Linked DNA regions of Sus scrofa: all the other regions are linked to region 1. A link is a contact called in public HiChIP or PLAC-seq data. All regions are on one chromosome and are shown on one strand. Each heading gives the region's core, a stretch centred on a gene start, on an enhancer-like site or on the middle of the called end of the contact. The rest is flanking DNA. Distances are from core to core; before and after follow the strand shown. Region 1 has its middle 48 kb from the start of ATP1B1. Region 2 has its middle 32 kb from the start of DPT. Region 3 overlaps NME7 (nucleoside diphosphate kinase 7). Region 4 overlaps LOC106510102.

Evidence for each region. HiChIP or PLAC-seq counts read pairs in DNA pulled down with a chosen protein or histone mark.
Region 2: a contact with region 1 is called in an H3K27ac HiChIP or PLAC-seq map of skeletal muscle. The contact joins two enhancer-like sites. A contact is called at or near these places in 2 of 2 datasets of contacts at active chromatin or transcription factors (alveolar macrophages and skeletal muscle).
Region 3: a contact with region 1 is called in an H3K27ac HiChIP or PLAC-seq map of skeletal muscle, with 2.9 times the contacts expected there. The contact joins two enhancer-like sites. A contact is called at or near these places in 2 of 2 datasets of contacts at active chromatin or transcription factors (alveolar macrophages and skeletal muscle).
Region 4: a contact with region 1 is called in an H3K27ac HiChIP or PLAC-seq map of skeletal muscle, with 9 times the contacts expected there. The contact joins two enhancer-like sites. A contact is called at or near these places in 3 of 47 Hi-C or Micro-C datasets (psoas muscle and skeletal muscle) and 1 of 2 datasets of contacts at active chromatin or transcription factors (skeletal muscle).

What each region holds. Positions count from the first base shown.
Region 1 is chr4:81,983,406-81,987,377 of Sscrofa11.1, reverse strand. No RefSeq gene overlaps it. Among named protein-coding and RNA genes, the nearest start is that of ATP1B1, 48 kb to the right of the region's middle. Within about 2 kb of position 1,732, at least 24 of the 83 cell types and tissues checked have an H3K27ac peak or open chromatin away from gene starts, as enhancers often do. A contact at or near this core is called in skeletal muscle, where this site is marked.
Region 2 is chr4:82,253,460-82,257,528 of Sscrofa11.1, reverse strand. No RefSeq gene overlaps it. Among named protein-coding and RNA genes, the nearest start is that of DPT, 32 kb to the left of the region's middle. Within about 2 kb of position 2,333, at least 6 of the 83 cell types and tissues checked have an H3K27ac peak or open chromatin away from gene starts, as enhancers often do. A contact at or near this core is called in skeletal muscle, where this site is marked.
Region 3 is chr4:81,653,346-81,657,302 of Sscrofa11.1, reverse strand. All of the region lies in intron 1 of NME7 (nucleoside diphosphate kinase 7), which reads right to left. Among named protein-coding and RNA genes, the nearest start is that of NME7, 15 kb to the right of the region's middle. Within about 2 kb of position 2,487, at least 3 of the 83 cell types and tissues checked have an H3K27ac peak or open chromatin away from gene starts, as enhancers often do. A contact at or near this core is called in skeletal muscle, where this site is marked.
Region 4 is chr4:82,360,858-82,364,702 of Sscrofa11.1, reverse strand. It overlaps LOC106510102, which reads left to right. Exons shown (of 9, transcript XR_002343354.1): 2 at 1,384-1,504; 3 at 2,583-2,647. Among named protein-coding and RNA genes, the nearest start is that of XCL1, 73 kb to the left of the region's middle. Within about 2 kb of position 1,517, at least 2 of the 83 cell types and tissues checked have an H3K27ac peak or open chromatin away from gene starts, as enhancers often do. A contact at or near this core is called in skeletal muscle, where this site is marked.

The sequences.
Region 1 (3,972 bases), core at 483-2,982:
TACCAGGTCTTTTCAGAGTATTAGCAGAGAAGTTGCCTTAGGAGACAGATGGGCTAAAACTGCCATTCAAACATGGCTCCCTCCTTTCTCATCATATGTGAAAAAGAAAGGAGCCTTTTACCTTGACTTCCCCAACCATCAACTTCACCTTTCTGAACAAGGCTGTGTAAGATGTTATGGACAGCAAAGGATAGAAGATCTAAGGGATAGAAGTGTCTGAAAATAATAAGAATGTTGATTGTTTCATATTATGTGAAGTCTGGAGGTGGGACAGTTTCAGCAAAGGTCAATTCATTGACATGGAAATACCACAGACCTACCTTAGCTTTTCCGCAGCTTTCCCCCCCAATTCTAAGCTCTTCTGTAGATCAGGCCTCAGATAATGTCAACAATCTTCAGAGACAGAAAAAAGGAATGCCCCCACCTTATGTCCCTCCATCAGACAACCCCCATGTCTCAATGGCCAGAATCAACACAATCTGCCCAGGCTTAAAACAATTTTTACACAAGACAAGGCCACCACAGTTGGCCTAGACCAATGAAGTCTCACCCTCTGTGGTTAGGTAGAGCTCAGTGCCTAAAAAGGACATAACCTTTCAAAGGACACAACCAAAATCAGAGCTTGACGGTAAGGTAGAAAGAAGGAAACAAACCTTTGGCAGGCAACCAACAGTGTCTGCAACAGAGAAATTTGGTCCCTTGACCTCTCTAGGAAGGAAATGAGTAAAATTATCCTAATTTTAAGCTTTGGGAAATCAAACTATTATAAGACAAGGATCCTGCTTACTCAGAGCTACAATCTGGTTGAAGAGATAAAGACTTCCAAAAGTGTTAACTCATAATGACTTTACCATTATTATCTGTGTGGGATGAAGCAGTAGCAAAGCCCCACCAAAATCTTCTTGTATGCAAAATGCTAAAGTAGGCTTACCAACGCAAAGAAAAAAAATCTTGTCATGCATGCTGAGTCGTGCAGTTTAATGGTACACACAACCCGATTCCAGATAAATGTCAAGACTGGAACAGGGACACTTGGCCTCAGTTTTAGTCTTTGTTACAAAATTCACCAATGCCTTCCTTTGAAGGCTACTGTGTTTTTTTGTTTGTTTTTTTTTTTATGGTCAAAAAGTACAATTTACAACTTCACTGAAACACTTCTGGGGAGTTTATAAAGGTTTTTTTGGAAAAACTTGAAATCTTCTAATCCTTTTGAGAAGAAAAATAGTTTTACAAAGAGAAATAGGTCAAGAAACTGTTTGATCCTAAAGCCATGACTGCAAGCTTTCCTCTCAAAATTTATATCAGGTGGAACATTTGATATCAAGTTGCTCTTCCACTGATCACTCATTATTCATTCACTTGACTTTAGGTTGGCCAGTCACTCCTATCACACTCTCTGAAATCTGGCAGGACCACAGGTGCTGAAAGCTTAGGGCTCAATCTTGTGCTCTCAGAAGGGCCAAAAGAGAGTGAAGGCTCTGGGGGCCTCCCCGACTTCTCTACCTCCTTGGTCCCCAGAAGTCCTTCCCTTGGAGCCCTTCCTCTTCCTACAGCAGGCCTTCCTCAGCTGCTGGGAGCTCCACCCAGGATAAATGCAAACCAACCCTCGGATTCCTCAGCAATGAACAACCAACACTACTACATTATGAAATCTCTTTCTTCTCTGACTCTGCTTCTCTCCAGAGAGGGCTGGAGTATGCTCTGGCCTCTGACCATAGAAGCAAATTTCCTCTGGAACCGACTCGAAAAGAAGAAATGAGTCATGAGGCTGCAGAGATAAGCTACCCAGAAAACTCCCCTGAGGAAATGGCCAGGAGTTTTCAGAGGGAGGCCCACTAGCTACAGTGTGGCCATCCTTGCTGTACCTTGTCTAAGAGACGAGGTTCCTACCTGTCAGAAAGACTTGGCTAGAAACAGAGGGATGAGCTAAGTAAACTTTCAGGAGAGCTGGGTTTCAAATGTTCCTGCCAGAAGGATTATATGTCCCCAGGCAGGTGTCCTTCTCCTGTGGCCCATGGTATCAGCTGTGTGTGCTCTTTTTCAGGGAGAAGTAGAAATACCAATCCACAGTTAGGAACTGGGGATTAAGATGAAAGAAGAGGGGAAGTATCACATAGTCTTTAAAAATTAAGCGTCAACCAAGGTTAAAATTCTACTCCACCACTTACAAACTATATAGCTGAGTGTGTTCCTGTCTCTAGGCAAGCATCCACTTCTATCTAAAAATAGAATAATAGAAGCTGCCCCCCCACTCCAATCTGTTAGAGAATTAAATTAGGTAGTAAGGTTACCAGAATATCCAATATATAAGGAACAATTGCAGCAACAGCGTGGGTGGTTATTAATAAAAGGATGACCAAGCAGTGGAATACAGCATTATGAGACCTGACACAGGGCTTAGCTCTGCATTCCTGTGTGGTTGAGAGAAGGAAGCAGAGATGTCAGTGAGGAAGCTGGAAGCCAGATCAGAAGTCCCTCTGGGGTGGAGGAATGTAGGGAGGAGCTGGCATAAACAAAAACTAGAGATAGAGGAGGAGGTCGTGAAAAAACAATCTCGTAGTCCTGGAGTTTTCCTCCTTGTGAAGCAGAGCTAAGCACCTCAATAAAAGTGAGCTAATGCCTCTCCCTTTACAAGAAGTCATATTACTTCATCTTAGAAACAATCTGCTCCAGGAACTATTACACTGGGAATCACAACAACACCACCTCAGACACATCCAGGGCAGCAGCCCCAGGTACACAGCCCTGTTGCAGTGGGAGAGCCTGCTATCATAAAAAGTAGATTGAAAAATAGGAGCCCCTCTGAATTAGGTCAACAGCCAGGCCCAGAGTCACAGAGCTCTCCCAGCTGAGAGAGACTTTTCAGAAAGATGCTTGCTGGTCAGTCCAGAGTCACTAGTATGGTTGGTCACCCCTCAGACAAAAACTAGACTTAAGCAGGAGGATCCACTTTTATCTTGGGGAGTGCCAGAAAGGTCAAGAGAAAAGTGAAGGGCATTTTTCCTCCATCAACAAAAATATTCATAAAAGTTCAATGCCTATAATAGTTAGCCATTGGCAAAAAGATGATTATTCAAGAAAAGCTTATAGTGAACTCCCTTATTAGGGGGAAATATTCAAATTTGAACTTCATTATAAGCTTGTTTATACATTTTCTTGATTGATTGAGGATTTGTGTTTATAAAAAGAAACAAAAAGGAAAATCTGCAGCTGCAAAAGCAGCATAAACAAACTTAAGGAACATATGTGAGTTTAACTTATCTGGGGGTAAAGTGGAAATTTTTAAATATGGCCGCAAATTCTGTGATCTGTCTCCCATGAAGCCTCTCTGAATCTGGGTAGGCTTGAGACTGCTTTGACCAATAGAGTTGACATCCAAAGTCCACATTATAAAAAGCCTTACAGTTATTTGCTCGAACACCCCCCTTTCGGAGTCCTGAGCTGCCATGTGCAAATTCTAACTACTCCAGTTCTGCCACATCAAACAGTCCATGTGGAAGCACTTGGGGGACAGTCCCTCCTGAACCGGGCCTTCCAGCTGTCTCCACAAGGCTCCAGACACAGGGGTGTCACCTCCTTGGATCCTCCCAATCAGCCAGCTGATGAACACTGAAATGATTTCTATCAACATCAGGTGGAGCAGAAAAGTCACCAGCTGAGCCCGCAAAAACCTTGACCTGCAAAAACTGTATAATCAAATTGTTGTTGTTTTAAGTCATTGAGTTTTGGTGTCATTAGTTATACAGCAGTAGATAGAAAAGGACCTTCTAATCATGAAAGCTTGATTGGAATTAAAAAAAAAGAAAGATGGAGTTCCCGTCATGGCGCAGTGGTTAACGAATCTGACTAGGAACCATGAGGTTGCAGGTTCGATCCCTGGCCTTGCTCAGTGGGTTAAAGGATCTGGCGTTGCCCTGAGCTGTGGTGTAGGTTGCAGACGCGGCTCGGATCCTACGTTGCTGTGGCTCTGGC
Region 2 (4,069 bases), core at 1,084-3,583, 270 kb before region 1:
AATGTATGTTTTTAGGCCAACAAAACTGTTACCCTAATGAATTTACATTTTGTGCTTCAGTTTCCCCAGATCATAGACGATCAGGGTAATAGTACCAAAGAGTATAATATAAAGGTCAAGAGTATGACATTTGGAGTCTGAAATAAATTGGCTCTAGCACGACCATGCACTAGCTGGGTGGTCATGGGCAAATTACTTGACCTCTCCATTCTGTTTTAATTGTGTAGTAGGAGCAATGATATAACTTTTGAGGACAGCTGAGAGAATCAAATGAGATGATATATATAGCACTTGGCACTGCATCTAACACATACCAAGTGCTTAACTAGAGGTTGCTGTCACTGCAGCTATGATTATTATTACCTGTTATCACAGGGCAAGTCAATATGCCTAACATGTAACAACGACAAGGCTGAGGCTCCCTCTCAGCAAAATCCTCAAGTTAGGAAAGAACGAAAACCTGTCCTATGCTTTGGGACCATCAGCCTTAGCTAGAAAATAGCCCAGAGAACGGTCCTTGTGTGACCAGAGAGGCCTGACTTTTGGTATGTTTGGAAAACCCTGTTTGCTTGGAAATTCTCTTATCACTGTTTCAGAGCACTTTTGATTTTTTTTGTCGCCCTCTCTCCTAGAATCCAGGGCCTCTGGTGTCCAGCCTTCTCTCCCTAACACTCCACTGTGCACTTCACATGAGGCAGGAAAGGAAGGGGATTTCTATTCATTGGGCCTCTCCTATGGGCTGCACTATTTTGCTCTCCTTAGGTAATGAGTGGTCCTAAGTTTGGGAGTATTTAAATTTTTATGTGCTTCATTCTTTCAAGGTACTGTTTTTGAGGCCACATCTGACTAATTTTAATTAATCAATAATTACTGAGATCTTGAGGGTGACATTGCTTCTAATCTGCTGCATAAAATATATCCATATCTCAAACTAAGCTTTTAATACCAATACTGAGGGGGGGTTAGGCTATACACATGGACTTGTGCAGACCTGGGTTGCACCTTGGGTCTGCTGTATCCTAGCTGTGTTACCTTAGGCAAAACAGGAACCTCTCTGAAACATTTTCACTTGCAAACTAGGAATTATAATAGCTATTTAGTAGTTTTATTAAAATTATGAAATGTGACTTTATAAACACCTTATAACACTATTTTATTTTATTTTTTTAATTTAATTTTATTTTTATTAGAATGTAGTTGATTTACAGTGTTGTGTCAATTTCTGCTGTACAGCATAATGACCCAGTCATACACATATATACATTCTTTTTCTCATACTATCTTCCATCATGGTCTATCCCAAGAGACTATATATAGCTCCCTGTGCTGTAAAGTAGGATCATTGCTTATCCATTCTAAATGTAATAATTTGGATCTACCAACCCCAAACTCCCCATTCAGCCTACTTTCTTCCCCCTCCCCTATGGCAACCACTATAGATATTTTAAATGATAGTTACCATTAAAAAACAGAATGGGGAGTTCCTATTGTGGCATAGTGGGATAAGAATCTGACTGCAGCAGCTTGGGTCACTGTGGAGGTGTGAGTTCGATCCTTGGCCCTGCACAGTGGGCTACAGGATCATGCATTGCCGCAGCTACAGCATAGGTCACAACTCTGGCCTGGATTCAGTCTCTGGACTGGGAAATTCCATATACCACAGGAGCAGCCATATAAAAAGCAAAAAGGAACAAAATAAACAGCCAAAAATCCTCCCAAACAGAGTGGGACTTTAGGCTTATTGTGAGACATTGGATGTGAGATTGGAAGAAATTTCAGGTGCCTCTTATGACATTACGTGGGAACCTGCTTACTTTGTCAATCAGTGGTATTTCTCTCACACTGAAAAGATAAACACAATTCAGTCTTTTCATAGCACTCATAAGGAAAATTTTACCCAACTGATCTCCTGATCCAGTTTGGAGATGAGACAAGATCTAAAACACAGAGACATACCTTTCTTGTTAATGCTTCACTTTTTGCCCTTGAGGTACCAAATATCTAGGCTTCTTAGAACAGGAACAAAAACCAAAGCAAGGCCAGCACACAGGCTTGACAGGGACAGAGCACTTCCAGCCTTTCTCCCTCTTCAAATAACAAAGGCTCAAAGACGCAGTCAATGCAGCCTCTGGGTCCTCCTTAAAGTTTGGGGCTCTTCAGCCGTGGAATCCAAATTACTCCTCTGGATGCTCTCCCAGAGCAAAACTCTGGCTTCGAATTCTCTGGATAGAAGCCACACTAAAGAAATTTCCTACTGCCAGCATGTACAGGAGAAACATGGAAAATACTGATCAGGCAAGAACACAGTTAAGTGTTTCTAGGATACCTCAGCCAGGAGGAAGCTTTGTCATTAGCTTCTCAGGATAGAGAAACCAGGCCCTCCACTTCCCGTTTGGCTAGTATAGAAGAATGGAAAGGAATGCCAAGGAACTAAAGACCGGTCTGGGAGAACCATAATTCATGACTGAACAGATTTCTTAATCTTTATTTTCTGTCCTGCAGGGCTTGTGTGTTTCCATGAATTTAGTTAAAGCATCTATGGGGAAACGAGTGTGCCTTTGATAACACTCTGTTCCACATTGTGTATACCTTTTCTTTTTTTCTTTTTAACTCTTTGGGTTTTTAGGCCCAGAGCTTTGACTTAATCAAACACTTTTCTTAACTCATGGCACACTACTATGTTTGATTTCACAAGGTCCCTTTCTTATTTCATTTTAGTTTTCACTGTATCTCCCATTCCCCATTATTATTCCTCACCATTGAGTAGGCACCTCCATTATGATATTTGATATATGTTCCTGATATGTATGTATCTGCAGAAAATTTGTGGTGGTTTTTTGTGTAGGTATATGCTTTCAGCTTATGTAATATTGTCTCATTCTATTTCTTACCTTTTTACTTAATACTGTATTGTAATGTATAGTTACTAGTTAACTGCTTCTGACAGCTGTATACTATTCCATCTGATGATGGACAGCTATTTGCTGCTATAAATAATGCTCATTTTAAATGGGTGATTTGTATTTCTGAGATGCTCCAATCAAACAAGAACCCATTCTGAGAAAGCCTTTTCCTACAGAGAAATCTTTATACCATTTCCACCCAGCCCTTTCTGCTACTTCAGACCGTGGAGTAAGAATTTACTTCTACAAAGTAAGAATCTACTTCTGGCCCTAGAGATACAAAGCAATGCCTGAGCTCTAAGCTGGGGAAAAGGCTTTTATTCCAATAGGAAACCTATTAGAATTCAACCCTCCCCCATTTGGAAAAAGAAAATTATGGGTTTTAACATGACAGTATCTGGGGGGTTAATTATGCAGTGTTGACGATGAAACTGTCTTATTTAAAATACTAAAATACAGTATTTGAATATAGACTGACGTATTTAAGACACTAGCACAGGTGGCTACCAACCTTTAGATTCAACCCTCCCCCATTTGGAAAAGAAAATTATGGGTTTTAACATGACAGTATCTGGGGGGTTAATTATGCAGTTGTTGACAATGAAACTATCTTATTTAAAATACTAAAATACAGTATTTGAACATAGACTGATACTAGCACAGATGAGCTTGTCTAGTAATATTGAAATACATCACTGAATCTATGAAGGAATATATAATATTGGTAGAGAACTATTGAATAAGAAAAGAATTTTAAGATCAAACACATTTCTTAGAAAAAGTTGTGTGGGACAGTCTTCTGACAAGATCATTCAACATGATGGGCAATTTAATGAATTTGCAATCTGGTTGCCTTTAAAAAACAATTATCTGGCTGTGTTTTTGAGTACACAATGTTACCATGTTTCAAGCATAATAATTAGCAGTGCTAGCAGAAGTAATATGTCTTTTACATTTAGATTTTAACTTTCTTGTATGTCACTTGTACAAAGATTTTTGTAGAAGTGCTATTTAGCTCGTGGAAAAACAACGGGAAAAAAATCCAAATATTTAACAATAAAGAATTTTTGCCAAGCCACATTCATAAGTATAATAAAATACTTACTGCATAATCTTTAAAAATAAGTAAACAGGATATATCAATGTAGTACAAGAAAGACTCCACA
Region 3 (3,957 bases), core at 1,238-3,737, 330 kb after region 1:
TTGTTTTCAGCTTCCTATTTTATTTGTTTCCACTCCAAAATTAATTCCCATTCTTCTTCTTATTTTAGGTTTACTTTGTTTGTACTTTTCCTTTTTCTAGTTTCTTAAGGTAGAAGCTTAAGTTACTGATTTGTAATCTCTTTTCCAGTGTATGCACTTCTCCTTGATTTCTTAATGTTAAAGTACCCTAAAATTTGGTCTTTAGACCTTTTATAACTAGCTACACTAACTCTCTTGATGATCTTGTCTGGTCTCAAGGCTTTAAATACATCCCATATACTGACAGCTCTCAGGCTAGAACTCTCCCAAATTTTAGGGTCATATAGCCAACTGCCTCTTATATTAGATATTAAATATTTCCAATTTAATGGGTTCCAAACTAAATTCCCGGTCCAGCCCCATACCAAATTTGTTCCTTCATCATTCCTCCACAGCTCTGTTAATAGTTACTCCACCCTTCCCATTGCTTAGGCCATGATCCAAGGGCCAACTTTTAACTCTATCATTGACTGATTCTTTCTCTTAGACCTCAGACCTAATCCATTAGGAAATCTTAATAGCTCTACCTGCAAAATGTATACATTCTAATCACTGCACTACCTCCATTGCAATCACACTACTCCAAGCCACCATACTCTCACCTAGATTATACCTTATAACTGGTCTCTCTACTTCCGTCCTTGACTACTGCCCCCAGCCACAACTATTCTCAAAAAAACAGCCAAGGAGATCTGGTAAAAATGTAAGTTTAACCACCTCACTCCTCTGCTTAAAACTGTAGACTCAGACTTCCTATTTCTATCAGAATAAAGTCAACCCACATTCAATGGCATGCAAGATCTGGCCTCTAGTTGCCTGTCTAATCTCATCTCCCACAACTGTCACTCTAGCTTACTGCGCCAGAGCTACACTGTTACTTGAACACACGGCATTCTCTACCTAAGAGCCTCTCCACTGGCTGCCTATTTCCTGGAATACTTTTTCTCCAACATCTGCATGGCTCATCCTTTCTCACTCTCAAGTGAAAAATAGTCTCATTATTATCTTCCCTACCAACTCTGGCCATGTCCCTCTAAATTACATCCACCACTATTACGAGCATCTCCAGTGTTCATCACCATGCTCATTTTTCCCCTACAGCATTTAACACTTTCAAATATTATGCATATTATAATAATATGCTAATTATTTACTGTATAACTCCCTCAAGAGTATGTAAGACCTGATAGGGCAGGGATTAGTGTCTGTTTTGTTCAAGGATATACCCCAAGGGACCAGGTATATGCATAGCATATTATTGTTAAATATTTCTTTAAACAATTTATTTAAATAATTTATTTAAATATTTATGGTATTATTAAATATTTGTTGAATGAATAAATAAACTTAAAAAGCAGAACTTATCCAGTGGCCAGTATCAAATAAAAATTTATTAATGCCTAAAAAGCTGAATTTATTTATTTCTCCATTCTTTCAACAAATATTGAGTTCCTTCTCTTTGCCAGGCACCACAGCAGACACTGAGGATATTCAAAACAGACAAGGCCCTGTTGACACTGAGCTCACTTACGACTTTCTGTGTCTCCTCCTAGCACTTTAAAAAAATGGTATAATTCTTTGGAGTTCACACTGTGGTGCAGTGGGTTAAGAATTCAACTGCAGTGGCTCAGATCACCCTGCGGCTTGGTTTCAATCCCCTGCCCAGCGCAGTGTGCCAAAGGCAATGTAGTCTCCACTGAGGCTCAGACTCAATCCCTGGCCTGGGAACTTCCATATGCCATGGGTGTAGCCATAAAAAAAAAAGTATAATTCCTGTAATAATAAATGTTATAAAGACAATACAATGCATAAGTAAATGTGTTAATGATTAGGGACAGAGAGCTTCCTTCAACTAGAATAGAGTGTAAAGCCCTCTGGGAAGAGATGTTATTTAAGGTAAAACCAAAATAAGTAGAAGTCAGTCACAAAGAAATCTGGGGTGAATATTTCAGAGACAAAACATATAAAGCTTTAAAGGGGAGGGGGAACTTATGAATTCAAGAAAAAAAAAATAGCTGATACGATCTGAAGGTAGTGGTAGAGAAGCAGATATGGTGGGGAGGCAGTCTACCTCCACTGTGGGGCCCTAAATCCACCCTGACATTTTTAGCAATTTAGACGCATCTTAGAATGTTATTTTTATATCACCTCTCTCTTGTGCTCTTCTCTCTTTTCCCACTGGGGAAAATGCCAATGGTACTGAGTGTCAGTACCAGTGAGTCAAAATCTGAGAAGCCTGTTCCTTAGCAGACCTGGTACTTTTGTGCAAATCAAAAAAAGTTGGACTTTCCTTGTAACATTTTCTGTCATATATTAAAATATATATATGTGATAAATAAGCATATCTGCAGTTCACTTGCAGTTGTGTCGTGCAACATGCACAGCAGCATGTAGGGCCCTAGTTGCAAACCAAAGTGGTTCCATTTTTCCTCTGCTTCAAATACTGAATGCTGTAGATGCTAAATATACACACAGTTCTGGATACTTTGCTATTATTAGTATTCAGCATTAACTACGGTTGGCTACTGATTCTTAGCATTAGCCTCAGGTGAAAAGGAATGAGTACTCTTTGAGAATCAGTCATTGGAGAAAATACTATGTGCACGCTCAAAAGATGCAGATTCAAGGGGCTGTAGGCATGAATGTACTTCTGTAAAAGTGGATAAAGCCGTGACTATATCATCAAGTGTTAGAAGTACTGATTATCACACAGTCTATCTGAAAAGCTGTATATTAGAATAATCTATTCTACCTTTTGAAAACTTTGACCTATATTATTTCATGTGACTCCTGGGTTATCTTAATTTAGTAGTTTTAGGTTTCCTTTAAATAAAATAAAGGATATTTTGGTGGAGTAATATATTCTGCAAAACCATTTTCAAGTTTAATCCCAAAGGGGGCCATTTTCATTATCTAGGCTTCAGTTTCCTAATTTATGAAACGGAAAAGTATGTGTCTTCATCTTCATGAGAAATAATCTGTGATACTATGTCCTTTCTAGATGAAGAGCATTCATATGCCACATCAATATGATTAAAATTAATAAGCAACTAATAATATTCATAAAGGAGATGGTGCCTGAAAGAACGTGTCCAGCAATGAAGGACTGCCACCTAGTGTTCAATGTGGGTTTCAGCATATCCAGGCCACACAACCATTTAACAAACACCTCTCAACCATAGCCCTGTAATTATGTATTAAATCATGGTAATTCTGCAGAGGGCCTAGTTCAGTGTCAAAATATGAATTATGACTTTTTGAATAAAATTTGTATCACTCATATGCTCTATAAATTGAGTTTACAAAAGGAAGTAAACAGTCTTCACTTCTGACTACAAAAAAAAAAAATTAGAAATTTACTCCTAAAAATTTAAAAAAATAGTAAATATCTTGGCCCCAATTTCAGTAGGCTAGAAAGAGCCTGGGATTTCAGGCTAAACAGATTCAAATCAGAACCCTGTCAGTTAACAGCAGTATAACCTTGGGTGTCTTTTATTTTTATTTTTTTTGTGTGTGTGCGTCTTTTCTAGGGCCGCATCCACAGCATATGGAGGTTCCCAGGCTAGAGGACTAATTAGAGCTGTAGCCGCTGGCCTACACCACAGCCACAGCAATGCCAGATCCGAGCTGCATCTGTGACTTACATCACAACTCACGGCAATGCCAGATCCCCAACGCGCTGAGCAAGGTCAGGGTCGGAACCCGCGACCCCATGATTCCTAGTTGGATTCGTTAACCACTGAGCTACAATGGGAACTCCCTGACGTTGGGTGTCTTTTCAACCTGAGATGGTTTCCTTATATGAAAAGAACTTACAGTAGGCATAAAATAAATGACTATATTAGTTATTAAGAAAAACGGGTTTCTCGTTCTGATTTATAAAGAAGTTAATTTGGTTTTTCATATATTCCTCTCCAG
Region 4 (3,845 bases), core at 268-2,767, 380 kb before region 1:
AAAAAGAGCTCTGAAGAGGTTAAGTGACTTTCTTTCCCAAGGTCACACTCCTAGTTAGTGGCAGAGCAGAATTAGACTCATCAGACTAATGAATTCATTTATTTAACAAATATTTATCGAAAGCTCTTATGTGAAAGCCATTATTCAAGGAGCTTGAGATACAGTGGAAAAAAAGAGAAACAATAGAAAATCCCCCCCCCCTTATAAAGCTTATATTCTACTGGGAAGAGACAGAATGATAAACAATTGAAAATAGTTAGAGTGTTAACAGGAGTTAAAATGAGTCAATGAGGAGTTCCCTTGGTTAAGGCCAGGGAGTCTGGAGCTCAGTAGGTGGGGGTATTGAGGAATTGGGTACCAATGGAGAAGTGGGCAGAGCTGAGCATGTTCAGGTTTATTTATCAAGAATATTTCACAAGGAGTTCCCGTTGTGGCTCAGTGGGTTAAGAACCTGACATAGTGTCTGTGAGGATGTAGGTTTGATCCCTGGTCTCCCCTTACCCAGTGGGTTAAAGATCTGGTGTTGCTGTGAGCTGTGGTGTAGGTCACAGATGGGGCTAGGATCTGGCATTGCTGTGACTGTGGTGGAGGCCGGCAGCTGCAGCTCTGATTCCACCCCTGGCCTAGGAACTTCCATGTGCTGTAGGTGTGGACTAAAAAGAAAAAAAAATATATGATAAGGTCATCAAATACTTCCATAAAGAGGTATGTAATGTTTGGTAGCCTCTTGATTTATGTTTAAAAAGGTCACTCTGACCTTTTTAAAGGTCTTTTTTTGGGAATGATTCTTAGTGAGGTCAGTGTGTGAACAGGGACTCAGAAAGGAGGCTCTTGGGTAGCTGGGATAAGAGATATAGTGCCTCTCATGGGGATGGGATACCAGCAGAGATGGAAAGAAGATGCAGGGTGCTTTAGGGAGTAGAGGTGAATGGACTTGCTGATGGATAGAGGAAGTGGGCAATTGGATGAGAGACAGGCTCAGAGAAGCTGCTGGGTTTTGGCTTCAGCCATCGCTGCATAGGAGTGAATTGATCACTGAGAAGAGGAACAACATTTGCCTGAAACTTTATGATTTGCAAAGGACTGTCAGCTATATTATCTCTTGTTTTTACAACAAGCCTTGAGAGGTAGTAAAAATATAATCTCTGTTTCACAGACAAGATAATTAAGCCTCTGAGAGGGTAGATTTGTTTCTATCCACACAGTTAGTAAATGGAAAGTCTGAGTGGGAAACTTGGGCTTCTAGATGCAGCGGGTCTGTTGCTTATTTCCCTAGAGAATTGTCCCCCCGAAAGCCAGAAGGAATCCTGTACACAAGCACAGTCTCCATCGCTGAATAAAGTCACACATTTTGATTCTTCTCTACTATTACCTCTATTTCAGGTTAATTTACCTCATACTTATAACTTTGACAATCAAACAGCTTAACAGCTATTTCAGACATCTATTCCTGCTAGAGGATGCACTGTCCCTATTTTTGGAAGCCGGCTGACGCAGAAGAAAGGTAATGTGATAGAGAACCTTTAGACCCTTTTAAATCACCAACGCAAATCACCACCAGATTACCAAGGATCTAAATATGTACTGTCTAATGACGTTCATAAAGATGCCAGCACACCGTTATGTTCCTCTTTGATGTTTTAGCAGTATTTACATAGAATTCTAAAGAACTACTTTCCAAAAAAGAGTTTTAGATATTCTATAGATGTTATCGCCACTGTTTTTTGCAATAACCCTGAATAGCTCAGGGAGGTCAATCTCCTCAAACATCTAGAAAGAGCCTGTTTGAATATTCGAATCCTAGTCTGTAAAGTCAAAGGCCATGCTGTTTCCACCATGACACTGTTTATTAGAGGGAAGAAATCCAATTCTGGTCCCTTTGACATTTAGTGTCCTCCCTCCTCACTAGCCACCTCTAGTGATGGTGAGCAGGCACAATTCACCACAATTGGTTACTTTAGTAAATAATTTTCAATATAAGTGAATTAAAATAAAATGTTATCAATTTTTCCCACTAGAAATTTTTGCTAATGTCCTGGGAATTTGCAAAATCAGTAATCTGTTGACTTTAGCTCTATGTCTGTGATACTGCCTTACTGATAGCTTTCCAAAGAAGATAGTGGGTAATCAAGGCAAACTCTGTGGAATTTTGATGAGCACAAACAAACCAGGGTAACATTTAAATTATGTGCAGCAGGTAAAATCTAAGTCTTGATATTTTCAGTGGAAAACTAGTTTGGAATAGAGAAAAAAATAATTTAATATGTTACTATTAAACATAAACTTGCTTTGGGATTTTGCTTGCTTTCATCATCAAGTAACTAGCCCTAAAGTTCTCAGCCAGGCTTGGATTTAGGATGTCAGGCTCTGGTAGTGAGAGCTAGATGGTGCTATAGTATAATTGCCAGCTGCCCAATTACTACCAGTTTGTCTGACTGTAATGAATGAGGGTTCTGGAATATGAAATTCAGCTCTGTGTTGCTCGTATTTTCTGTAAGTGCAATATAATACAACATAAAATGAAGAATTTTATCTTCTCTCTCTTTCTCCCCCCTGCTCTTTCCATCTGATATGCCTACCAGCCACCTCCCCCCGCCGCCGCCCCAACAGACACGCACTTTGCTGACATTTTTCCTAGAATAAACAGGTGAGAATCACTATTCTGGGTGGTCTGACTGTTTCCAGAGTGACAAACGCATCTTTTATCCTATGTCCCAGATTCAGCAGTTCTTTTTCTATCTAATCAAAGAGGGCTAAAGTTTTTATAGGTCATATGTGAGATAAGGTTAGTGCCAACTTACATGAATGGCTTGTAGTCTTGCAGGAAGGACAATGAATGGTATTTCAGAGTGGGAAGGAGACATTGGACGTTTTTCAGTTCAATTTCCCACTTGGGTTTGATGTAGTTCATTTTTTGAGTTTGAAAAAAAAAAGTACTTCCAGATATTCCAGTTTATTTGCAAGGGTTAAGGAAGGCCAGGAATAAGTTTCTGGTATAGGAAGGCCCATGACTGTGTGCTCTTACATGATAGTGCATAATGCTGGGAAAATGAAGGACCAGAATGTTAACAGAATGGTACCTTCCAAGTGTGTGCTCCTAATGTCACATGCTATCCTATAGGAGGAGCCAAACCATTCAACAAATTCAGCTGAAGCATTTAAGAAAATGAGACTTTTTGCTTCCCACAACCTCTCTTTCTTTAGTCCCTGTCTCTACAGCTTCTAGTTGTCATAAATGTCACAAATACCTCACCTATTCTTGATATAAGAACATACTATACAGAGCATACAGAAGAGAATGACTATGATGAAATAGATGATGAATTTCTGATTGAGGGCCTCTGGGAAATTTTCCCTTCCCTCAATTTTTCCTCTTCAGCCTGCCTAAGGATCACCCATATCACTCTCCAAGATGAGATTTATTTCTGAATTGAGGCCATGTTTACTTCATAGGAACTTGCAAAAACACACACGTTTGGCCAAACAGCATGCACAGGATTCCTGAAAACAATTTAAAACGAAATGATGGAGTTCCTCTGTGGCTCGGTGGGTTAAGGATCTGACATTTTCTCTGTGGGGATGTGGGTTTGATCCCTGGTTTGCTCAGGGGGTTAAGGATCTGACATTTCCACAAGCTGTGACCAAGCTAAGAAGACATGACCTTATAGGGAGAGCAAACAGGGGATCAGGTTCCTGATGAAAGCCAAGCCAAGTTGTCTTAAAGACTCAGTGAGGAGAAGGGAGCATGGGATGAAAGGAAGATCGATGGATGAGCTATAGGTGTTGCCTCCCTGTCCGACATCCCAAACTGATTCACCAGAGCCGGGCTCTGATTTATGGGTTTA